Linked DNA regions of Sus scrofa: region 1 is linked to region 2. Evidence: chromatin contacts called from public HiChIP or PLAC-seq data. All regions are on one chromosome and are shown on one strand. The core of a region is the stretch at or near the end of the contact, and the rest is flanking DNA. Distances in the headings are between cores, read along the strand shown. Region 1 holds the start of SLC35C2 (solute carrier family 35, member C2). Region 2 holds the start of CD40 (CD40 molecule).

Evidence for each region. HiChIP or PLAC-seq counts read pairs in DNA pulled down with a chosen protein or histone mark.
Region 1: an H3K27ac HiChIP or PLAC-seq map of alveolar macrophages shows a contact between it and region 2. The contact joins the promoter of SLC35C2 here to the promoter of CD40 in region 2. A contact is called at or near these places in 2 of 47 Hi-C or Micro-C datasets (embryonic fibroblasts and fetal skeletal muscle) and 1 of 2 datasets of contacts at active chromatin or transcription factors (alveolar macrophages).

What each region holds. Positions count from the first base shown.
Region 1 is chr17:48,523,137-48,528,050 of Sscrofa11.1, reverse strand. SLC35C2 (solute carrier family 35, member C2) reads left to right here and starts at 2,939. Exons shown (of 10, transcript NM_001185159.1): 1 at 2,939-2,981. It overlaps ELMO2 (engulfment and cell motility protein 2), which reads left to right. Exons shown (of 21, transcript XM_021078300.1): 21 at 1-1,352.
Region 2 is chr17:48,284,154-48,288,453 of Sscrofa11.1, reverse strand. CD40 (CD40 molecule) reads right to left here and starts at 2,338. Exons shown (of 9, transcript NM_214194.1): 1 at 2,288-2,338. The coding sequence starts at 2,338. The region is part of intron 1 of LOC106506699 (a long non-coding RNA gene); the gene reads left to right.

The DNA of each region.
Region 1 (4,914 bases), core at 1,690-4,189, 240 kb before region 2:
GAGTCAGCGGCACCCAGCAAGGGACTTGGGGCCCAGGAGAAACATTCACAGTCTGGTGCCTTGTCTTTTGCTTGTACAGAATCTGTAGTGACTGTGGTGGCCAGTCAATGCCAGTCACTCCTCAAACCCACCTCGGACCACCCAGAGCTTCCTCTTGGTCCCTGTCCACTCTGAGTCGTGAAGGCGGGTGCTCTGCCCGCCCCGTCACCGTGGAGCTTGGGATCGGGCCGTGAGGAATGAACAGCACACGCCCTTGCCTTCCAGGCCAAGAAACTGCTTCTTGAGCTGGAGTTAAGAACAGCCACTCACCTTTTCTAACTGAGCCCGCTCGCCAGTCAGCTGGCTCTCCATGTGGGCCAGAGCTGGCCCAGGACAGGCTGCCTGCAGAGGACACATGTGCTGAGCGTGTTGAGAGCCATGGGGAGGCTGCCTTTGGGAGCCCGTGCCTGTGTCTCAGATCTAAGTGGAGGCCTCGGCCTTTGCGTAGTAGATGCCTTGCCCCTGCTTTTGCCGTCTTCGTGAGGGCTCATCCTGGCCTCGTCCAAGGCCATCATGCTGCTGCCGCTGCTGCTGCTGCTGCTGCCGCCGCCGAGGTCTGGCTCTGACATCTCTGGTCTCCAGAGCCACCGGATCCTCCTGCTCACACAGTTGGGTGGGCAGATGGACATTTCTCCCTACAAGGCCTCAGTCGCTCATCCTGGCAAGTCAGAGACAAGCAGGCTAAGTCCCACCCTCTTAGTCTCAAGGGACTCTACAGGGAAAGCCTAGATGTGGCCTCGGCCCAGACTGAGGTGAGGTCACTAGATTCCACGTCCCCCCCTTTGTCTTTTCCTTCTTCGGGGAGAAATCGCCCCCTAACCTGAATGGCAGCCTTCCCGTTTGCTTCCCTTTGGCCTTCCAGACTCAGGAGGCTTGCCTGTCCTTCCTCTCTGGCCCAGCGCTGTGGTTCCTCCCATTGGCTTTGATTTCAGGGAGCCGGCTGGGGCCAGGCAAGGCCACAGCTGTGCCAGTGGGCCTTCCCTGGTGCTGCAGCGCTTGTAAACCACACGCACAGCCTCTCTCCTTGGCCACGTGTAAACACAGGGGCATTCAGTATTGGTAGCCTGGCATGGTGGGTACTGCCCAATGAAGAGGGTACTATATATTTTCTTTACTATAGGCCATACTTATACAGACGTGTATATATATTTATATAAGATCTACCTATCCTAGGATGGAATGTTGGAGGGAAAATAAAATGGGAGGCCAAAAAACAAAAAGGTAACACTTCCAGTTGTGGGCTAAGATTGTAACCTGAGTGGCTGGGAGCTTCCTGTCAGTAACCATGTTTTCAATAAATACTCTTTCATGTACAAACTCGTTCCTATTAACAGCTCTTTCTCTGTACTTGCTCCCTGCCCAAGGGAGCTTTCACCTTGACAAGGCTTCATTGCAGTGTGTCTGGGAGATGTTAGCGAGCTCCAACTGGAGCCGTCAAGAGTCCCTTCCAAGAGTCCCTTCCTCCTCTTCAAGGACTCTGCCCCCACCAAGCTCATGCCTGCGTGCACGCGGGTACACACACACACCCCTGCTGGTTAATGATGCCACAGACTGTCACACCAAGACAAAGTGCTTTCTGCTCAAGCCTGCCGGGTACAGCAGGAAAAGGCATACTCTACACCCGCGTGGACATGTCCTCCCTCTTCTTCCTGCCAGGGACACAGCCAGGAACAGCTCCAGTCCTCATGCCTTACAGAAAAGGCAAGTTCTTCACCCTGTGTGTTGCCGATGCTTGGTGCCCAGCCTACCAGCTGGTGTTTTACGCCGTAGCTCCAAACCTCAGCCTTGGTAGCTGGGAGGCTAGAATGAGGACGGTGATGTAGATACTGCATCCTGCCTCTGAGGGAGAAGAGGCTGAGAATCAGCACTTTCAAAAGGCACAGCAAGTGCATGCAGCCTTGGGGGCTGAATAAAGCCCAGAGCCTGGGTGCCATTGTAGGTGATGGTAAGTGCTGAATGAGCGAATGCCTGCGTGATGCCAGCTGGTGGGGCTGGGCAGCAGCGGCTTGCATAATGAACTGCTTTGACACTCTGGCCTCCATCCTTCTGTTCAGCGAGGCCAGGGAGCCCAGCTGAGTCCATTGCAAGGACTCCTGTTTGCAGCCAGCCTTAGAGCTACAGATCTAGGAGGCAAAAAGTCCCAAACTGGGCCTCAATCTGCAACCCTAGCCTGCCCTAGCCTCCAAATGTTTCCCTCTCTCCATATGCTCTCGGCCTTTTAATCCATCCTGCAAGATGAGGAGGATCCCAACTCCCTACTGGCATTTTTGGGCTCATTGCAACCTGCCCCTTGGTTACTTTTCCAACCATGGTTTTTTTTATAAACAAGTGGGCTCCAAGCCAGGCTCCAGTCTTCTTCTGGCCTCCTTATTTCCTCAGTCTGGGATGCTCTCCGACTCACTGAAATTGAGATCATTCTTTAAAGGTTCAGGCATTCAGAAAATGTTTAATGTTTATTATTTATTACCTCTCATGGATCTTCTAAGTCCTAATATTTAAAGCCCCTAACATCACTCCCCAGCTGGCTTGAGCTCCCAGAAGAAAAAGCCCAGGAGAGAGCTTAGTGTTTCCATGGTTGCCCAGCACTAGCTTGGAGAAAGTAAATACTTAATTTGTAAGCAGCTGACGGTTTTCTGGCTGCCAGAGGTGCGCAGGGGTCTGCAGGAGGCACCGGGGCTCCAGGCCGAGACCCCGGTGGAACCCAGGAGACAAACAACCACAGCCCAAGACCCTGCTCGGCGCGGGGCGCCGGGAGCAACCCGTGAAGCAGAGCGAGGGCGCGCTGCACGGGGTCTCCGCAGAGCGCCCTCGGCCCCGCCCCCGCCCCGCCCCCATCCCCGCCCCGCCCCGCCCTCGGCGGCTTCCGGCAGAAGTTCCCCGGGCGGGTGGCGGCGCTCGGCCTCGCACTTCCGGGAGGAGGAATCCCAAGCGCCCGCTACGAGGTGAGTGGGCGCGCGGCGGGCCTTCGGCGCGCTCCCGGGGTCGGTGGGAGGGGGGACCCGGGCAGGACTGGGAGCGGGGTCCCAGTCTGGCAACGCGTGCCACAGCTTGGGGCCCACCGGGGACCTGCCCCTCCCGGGCCTCGGTGTCCCCGTCTTGGAGGAGCCCGAGGCTCCGCGCGCGCTCCGCTCTCCCTCCACCCCCCGGCATTTCCCGAGCACCCGAGACGTGACCCAGGCAGGCATCACGCCGAGCCAGCCCTGCCCTTGGAGAGGCCGCATCCCGCCGTGGGGTGGGAGTTGGAGATGAACAGTAATCACGTAGGCAAATGAGGAAACGTCAGGCAGTGGGAGGTGCCACGAGGATTAGGAGGGTCCCCTACCCACACCCCTGGAGGTTCAGCCAAGCAAAGGTCGGTGGAAGAGTGTACTGGGCAGAGGGAACAGCACATGCAAGGAAGCACACAGGCTTGTGTTGGACCAGGGGCCAGCGTGGCAGAAAGGAGGGGAGGGAAGAATGAGGTTGCAGATGTGGGCAGAGGCCAGAGGGTAGGAGGCCTTCCTCTTGGGCCAGTGAGGGCCTGGTCTGTTTTCTGTGCTGAAGCCATCCCTCCCGCTGAACTGTGAACTCCAGACCATAGAGGGCGAAGAGGAAGTAGGGATACCAATTAGAAGGCTTGTTAACTTTGAGAAGGTGCTCCTTGGGGGCTCCCGTCGTCATGGGGACTCCCTGCAGTGAGGGGACCTGGACTGGTTCCTGGAAGGAAGGGTAGGATTTGAACAGTGGAGGGACAGCATGGCAGTGATGGAGCAGGAACCGCACCAAAAGCAAGAAGGCGCCAGAAGGCGATTCCCAGGAGGATGCAGACTGCCCCAGCTTGGGAGCTTGGAAGGGGACAGCAGTCTTAGCGCCGGCATGCCCTGGGGTTGCCCATGGGATGTCAGCAGTCAGACTTAATAGGGAGCAGATTTGTCCCCCAGGTGAAATTTAGCAGACATTGTTGGTTGTCACAACTTGGGATGAGGCGGAAGGGATGCTCCAGGCATCAAGGGTGGAGAGACCTGGGGATGCAGTGGAACATCCTCCAATGCACAGGACAGGCCATCTCCCCAAAGAAGATGATCTGGCCCCAAGTGTCAGTCATTCCAAAGCTGAGAAATGTTTGTAGAGAGGAAGGTGCACGGGCCTGGAGTTCTCTTAGATGTGGATTTGGTGCCCATGTGCTCCACTCTAGCTGTGTGAGCAGGAGTCTGATGTGGAGGTGCAGGCAGCAGAGAGAACCACAGAGGAGACCAGTGCGTTGTGTGTGTGTGTTTGGGGTGGGGGGGGGACCATGGTGATTCAGAGCCTAGTGGTGGCGGTCAGGAGATGGGACCCTGTATGGGATTTTTTTTTTTTTTTTTTTTTTTTAAGATAGAGCAGGCAGTATTTGCTGATTGAATGTGGGCCAAGGAAAAGAGAGGAGTCAAGGATGAGGACAAGATTTCTGGGAGTTCCCTGGTGGCCTAGCAATTAAGGATCTCATGTTGTCACTGCTGTGGCTCATCTTTGATCCCTGGCCCAGGAACTTCCACATGCCAAGGATGTATCCCCCCCACACACACACCCCCAAAAAAATCCTGGCCGGAGCAACCAGATGTTGGTGCTGCTGGCTGAAGTGGGAAGATTTGGACAGAGGGTGGATGAGTCCTGGGAAACAGGAGTCAGTCCTGAACAGGTTTGGTCCAAGGTGCCTGATGCTAGACATCGAAGCAGAAAGGATAAGGAGGCAGTGCATATTCTTCTGGAGCCGATGGGGAGGTCAGAGGGAGGGAGCCACTTCAAGGAGATGTGAGCTTGCATTTCAAGGAAGGGGACCGCCTGAGACCACCTAGCACAGCAGTTCTCAGCCCACTGGAAGCAGCACCCTCTTTTTAACGACAGATATTTCCTTAA
Region 2 (4,300 bases), core at 1,089-3,588:
TAAACAGAACTGTAAAGTGAATCTGTGTTGTCAGTTCTCTGTCCACGTGCTCCCTAAAATCAGCCCATGCTTTGGGAAAAGCCAGTGAAAAGAGCAGTGTAACAGTTAAACAGCTTAAGGCTCCAATCATGACTTTGCAACATTTATTTTGCCTCTCTTGGCTTCAGTTTCTACATCTCTCAAATGGGAATAACACTACTCACCCCAAAGATTGGTTTGTGAAAATGAGAAAGAATTGATATATATGGCCTGGCATAGGCTCTGGAACACAATAATAGGTGTTCATTAAATGGCAGGTGTTTTTATTTTTTGTTTTTGTTTTTTACGGCCGACCCGCAGCATGTGGAAGTTCCTGGGCAAGGGATTGAATCTGCCTCGCAGCTGAGACCTACTGCGCAGGGCAGGGGATGGAACCCCCACCTCCCCAGTGACCCGAGCTGCTGCAGCTAGATTTCTAACCCACTGCACCACAGTGGGAACTCCTAAATGGCAGTTTTAATTAGCATACATATATACCAGTATTCACTTGGATGCCTAGCACCCTGGCTAACTGGCTGGTTGTACAGGATCCTGCCTCATGGGTGGCTGTCATTCAGGTGGGTGGGCAAATGACTTGAGGAAATACATCTTACCCCAAATGAGGAAGGAAACAGAAAAGGCTACTGCCCCCACCATCGCATCACAGCACGCTAGCCTATATATATTCTCTGTGCAACTCTGTGGATGTTCCCACCACGCTCCCAGAACCATGAAAGTCCTTTATGCCATGTTCAAACACATGAGAAATTTAGCTCCTCCTCTGAAAATCTGTCAATCCCCAGTTCCCACTTCACAGCTTCAGTCCTTCTGACACCAAGTAGCTCAGGACCAAGGTTTGGAGACTCTCACCATCTGAGAGGCAGGCTCAGGAATCAGGCAGATGAAGATTTACATGCAGTTTCCACCTAGCTATAAGAATTTGGGCAAGACATTGTCTCTCTCTGAGCCTCAGTGTGCCCATCTGTATAATGGGGGAGTTGAAAGAAGTCAGACAGAGAGTAAAGCATTTTGCTCAGAGCCTGACACCCAGGAAACGCTCCATAAATAGCTCCAGCTGTTGCTGAGCTTCATCTCAACCTGGAGCTATAACTGGGAGTTTGCTCTTGAGAAGCCCAGACCACGCTTCATCCTATCTCCCCCGGCGTTTCCTCCGCTTCTTCTCCATGAGCCCTCTTCCTGCCTCCTTTCTCCCTGAGAGCCATTGCTTAGAGTGAACATGAAAGCACTGAGACCAAAGCAGCCTCCCCTCTCTTCCCTGGCTGCCAACCCCCTACTTCATGGGTCATTCCTGTTCTGCCTTCATGCCAGAAACTACAGCCCTTGAAAGTTAGGGGGAGACCGAAGGGGCTGGAATGAGAGTGTCAGGTACTGGGGGGATTCCCGGCCTCCAAAATGAGGAACTACAAAAATACATTTAAACTAAAAGCGAGTCAAGTGTGGGCCTCTGAAAATTCCGGAGATATGCTTGGTTGGGCATATCCGAGCCTTTCTGGTGCCTAGAGAAACCCCCACTGGGCTTCTAACCCTTTCGTGTTCCCATAAACTGTTCATTTCCCCCAGAGTCTCCTATGTCATCTTAAACTCAGGAGGCAGAAACACAGCCTTAGATATCCCTCCTAAGTCAGATCACTCAGGATTTGGGGCTGGAGGTGGGAGTGTTAAAAGCTCCTAGGCTTCTCAAAGAAGCACCTGGGCCTCTGCATTCATCCCTTGTTCCCACAAGATGCCCTAAAAGAAGGCAGCCCCAGCTGGCCAGGAGGTGATAACCACTCACAGAGGCTGGCATCTGTCCACAATAGGAAAGAGACAGGAAACTGGCCAGACCAACCCTTTCCCTTGGCTGGGCTCCCTCCCCACTTCGGAAACCCGTCCTGTGTCTCGTGTGGCGGTGTCGTGTCTCGTTGTGGCCAGCCCCCGGCAGACCCCTACTCCAGGACTCTAGTCTGACCAGATAAAGCTTCAGGTTCCCCAAACCGCAGCCCCATCGCCGCCGGCTAGGCAAGTTTCCTACAGTGACCCCACCATGCGCTCTCTGTGGGCTACCTGAGACCCCTCTGCCTGGGAGGAGAGAGAGGCAGCCCACCCCATTCAGCCAGGACCCCGTGTACCTTACCCAGCTTCCACCCAGCTGCCCCGCACCCCCCAAATCAGCTAGGAAGTTCCCCTCCGCAAAGTCTCACTTCTCTTCCCATTCCCTACTCTCAAATCTCAAATTCCCGCCTCTGGTTGGAACAGAAATTCAACTTACGGCGGTCAAAAAGCAGCCCCAGAGGAGACACTTCAGAGGCAGACGAACCATGGCGAGGCGTAAACCAGGCAGCCAGTGCAGAGGCCGCGGGGACTGGGCCTCTACCAGTTCCCCTGTCCCAGTCCACGGACCTCCCAGGAAAGGGGCGGGGTCTTCGGGAACCAATCGCGACCAGCCTCCCTGGCGGGGGGCGGAGTTCCCGGCCTTGCCCCTCCCCGGGATTTCCCCTAGGACATTCCCAAGTGGTCTAATTCCCTCGGGAGTTTAGGGACGCGCTTTGGCGGGAGTTGGGGAGAAGGGGGACGTATGGTCCAGGAAAAGCCCCTTCTTGGGGCTCCTCGCCCCCCTGGGACTACGAAGGCCAAGCTTAGGTGAGCCAGGAGGCAGCCTGCTTCCTGGGCGGAGCTGGGGGGGGGCCGAGGGGAGGGAAGAGAGATCCCTCCGGGTGTTGGGAAAACTCCCCGCGGTTCTTCCCCGCCGCCTCTGGCAATCCCGACAGAACCGAAAAACGTCCCCCACCGCGTGGATGGAGAGGCCTGAGGAAGTTCCCAGAAAACGGGAAGGCCACAGCTGGGGCGTGGGAGGAGGGCTGGGGAGGCATTTCAAGGAAAAGAGTTTCCCAGCTTACAGTTTCACTCTCTTTCAAAGGAAATTCCCTCGCGTGGGCTCAGCGTCCCAGCCTCCCCATCCATCCATCCATCCATGCAATCCCTATCAGAGTCTATTCCCTCCCAGTTCCCATCTGCCGTCTGGAGACAGTCACTTAGAGTAGACCAGCCTTCTGTGGGATGGTAGGACCCTTTGAGAATCTTAGAAGACTGAGGATCCCCTAGTTCTGCAGAAACACATACACCCTTGTACCTGTTATTTCCCTGGTTCAGGCTCTCCAAGCCGTTTCTTGAACCAGTGTTAACTCACTCTGCTCTGCAGCAGGAAACACCTGGGTTCTGGTCTAGGCTCTGCCTCTGATGGGATGCATTTCCTTGAGCCTCAGCTTTCTTCAATGAAACCTGAGGAGTTTGAACTAGATAGCATTTGGGGTGGTGGCCCTCCAAGCTTTGAATTTCTGGGCCGGGCCAAAAGAACACACTACACAGGACCAGAGAGGATGGGAGAGGAGAGGGCTGCTACTGCAAAGGGCACATTTGCAGATGTGTAGATTCTACCTCTGGAATCCATCCCTTCTTTTCTATCCCCTTTGCTATTACCAGAATTCTGAGTCAGCATCTTTCACCCCTGCTGTCCCGGCAGCCTCATTCATTCAGTAAGCATTTGTTCAGCTTCTGCTATGTTCCAGACAGCTTCCTCCCTCTCTTTCTACCTCTCCCTCCCTCTTCCCCCTTCTTGCCTGTCTCTCTCTCTCTCTCTCTCTCTCTCTCTCTCTCTCTCTCTCTCTCTCTGGGTGCACTGTTGCAGTCCTATTTGTAAGATCTGGTCTGATGAGGCACTTCAAACTTTAGAAACCTCTTTGTACTCTCCTATGCCCTCAGGATGCTCCAAAGTCCTCCTGACACAGCGTGGCTGGTCTCCACTCAGCCTCACCCTCTCTCCCCACACTCACACCCTGCCATGTCCTCCCATGAACACTGGCTTCAGCCATACTCGCCTTCTCCCCATTTTCCAAACACACAATTTTTTTTCTTACTGTGTCTTGCTGTTGCCTTCTTTCCTTCTCCCTTCCTGGAACCCCTTTAAATTTCACCTCCTCTTAACTCCCTGCCTGAGACAGAGGTAGATATTCTACCCCCCCTTAGCCCCTGCCCCCTACTGTGCACTCACAGCATTAGCCTGCTGGACTGTCACCCCATCTGCCTGGCCCCGTTTGACTTCGAGCTCTTTGAGGGCAGGACAGAATCTATCCCAGTCCTGGGCACCAATACGCATCTGCTGAATGAATAAATGAGTAGGTTCAGTAACTTTTCATTCTAGGCACAGACTCCATTGGGAAGCGGGTACAAAGCTAGTAGCCTCAACACAGACCTCACGTGGGTGATCAGACACCAGTAGTCTAGG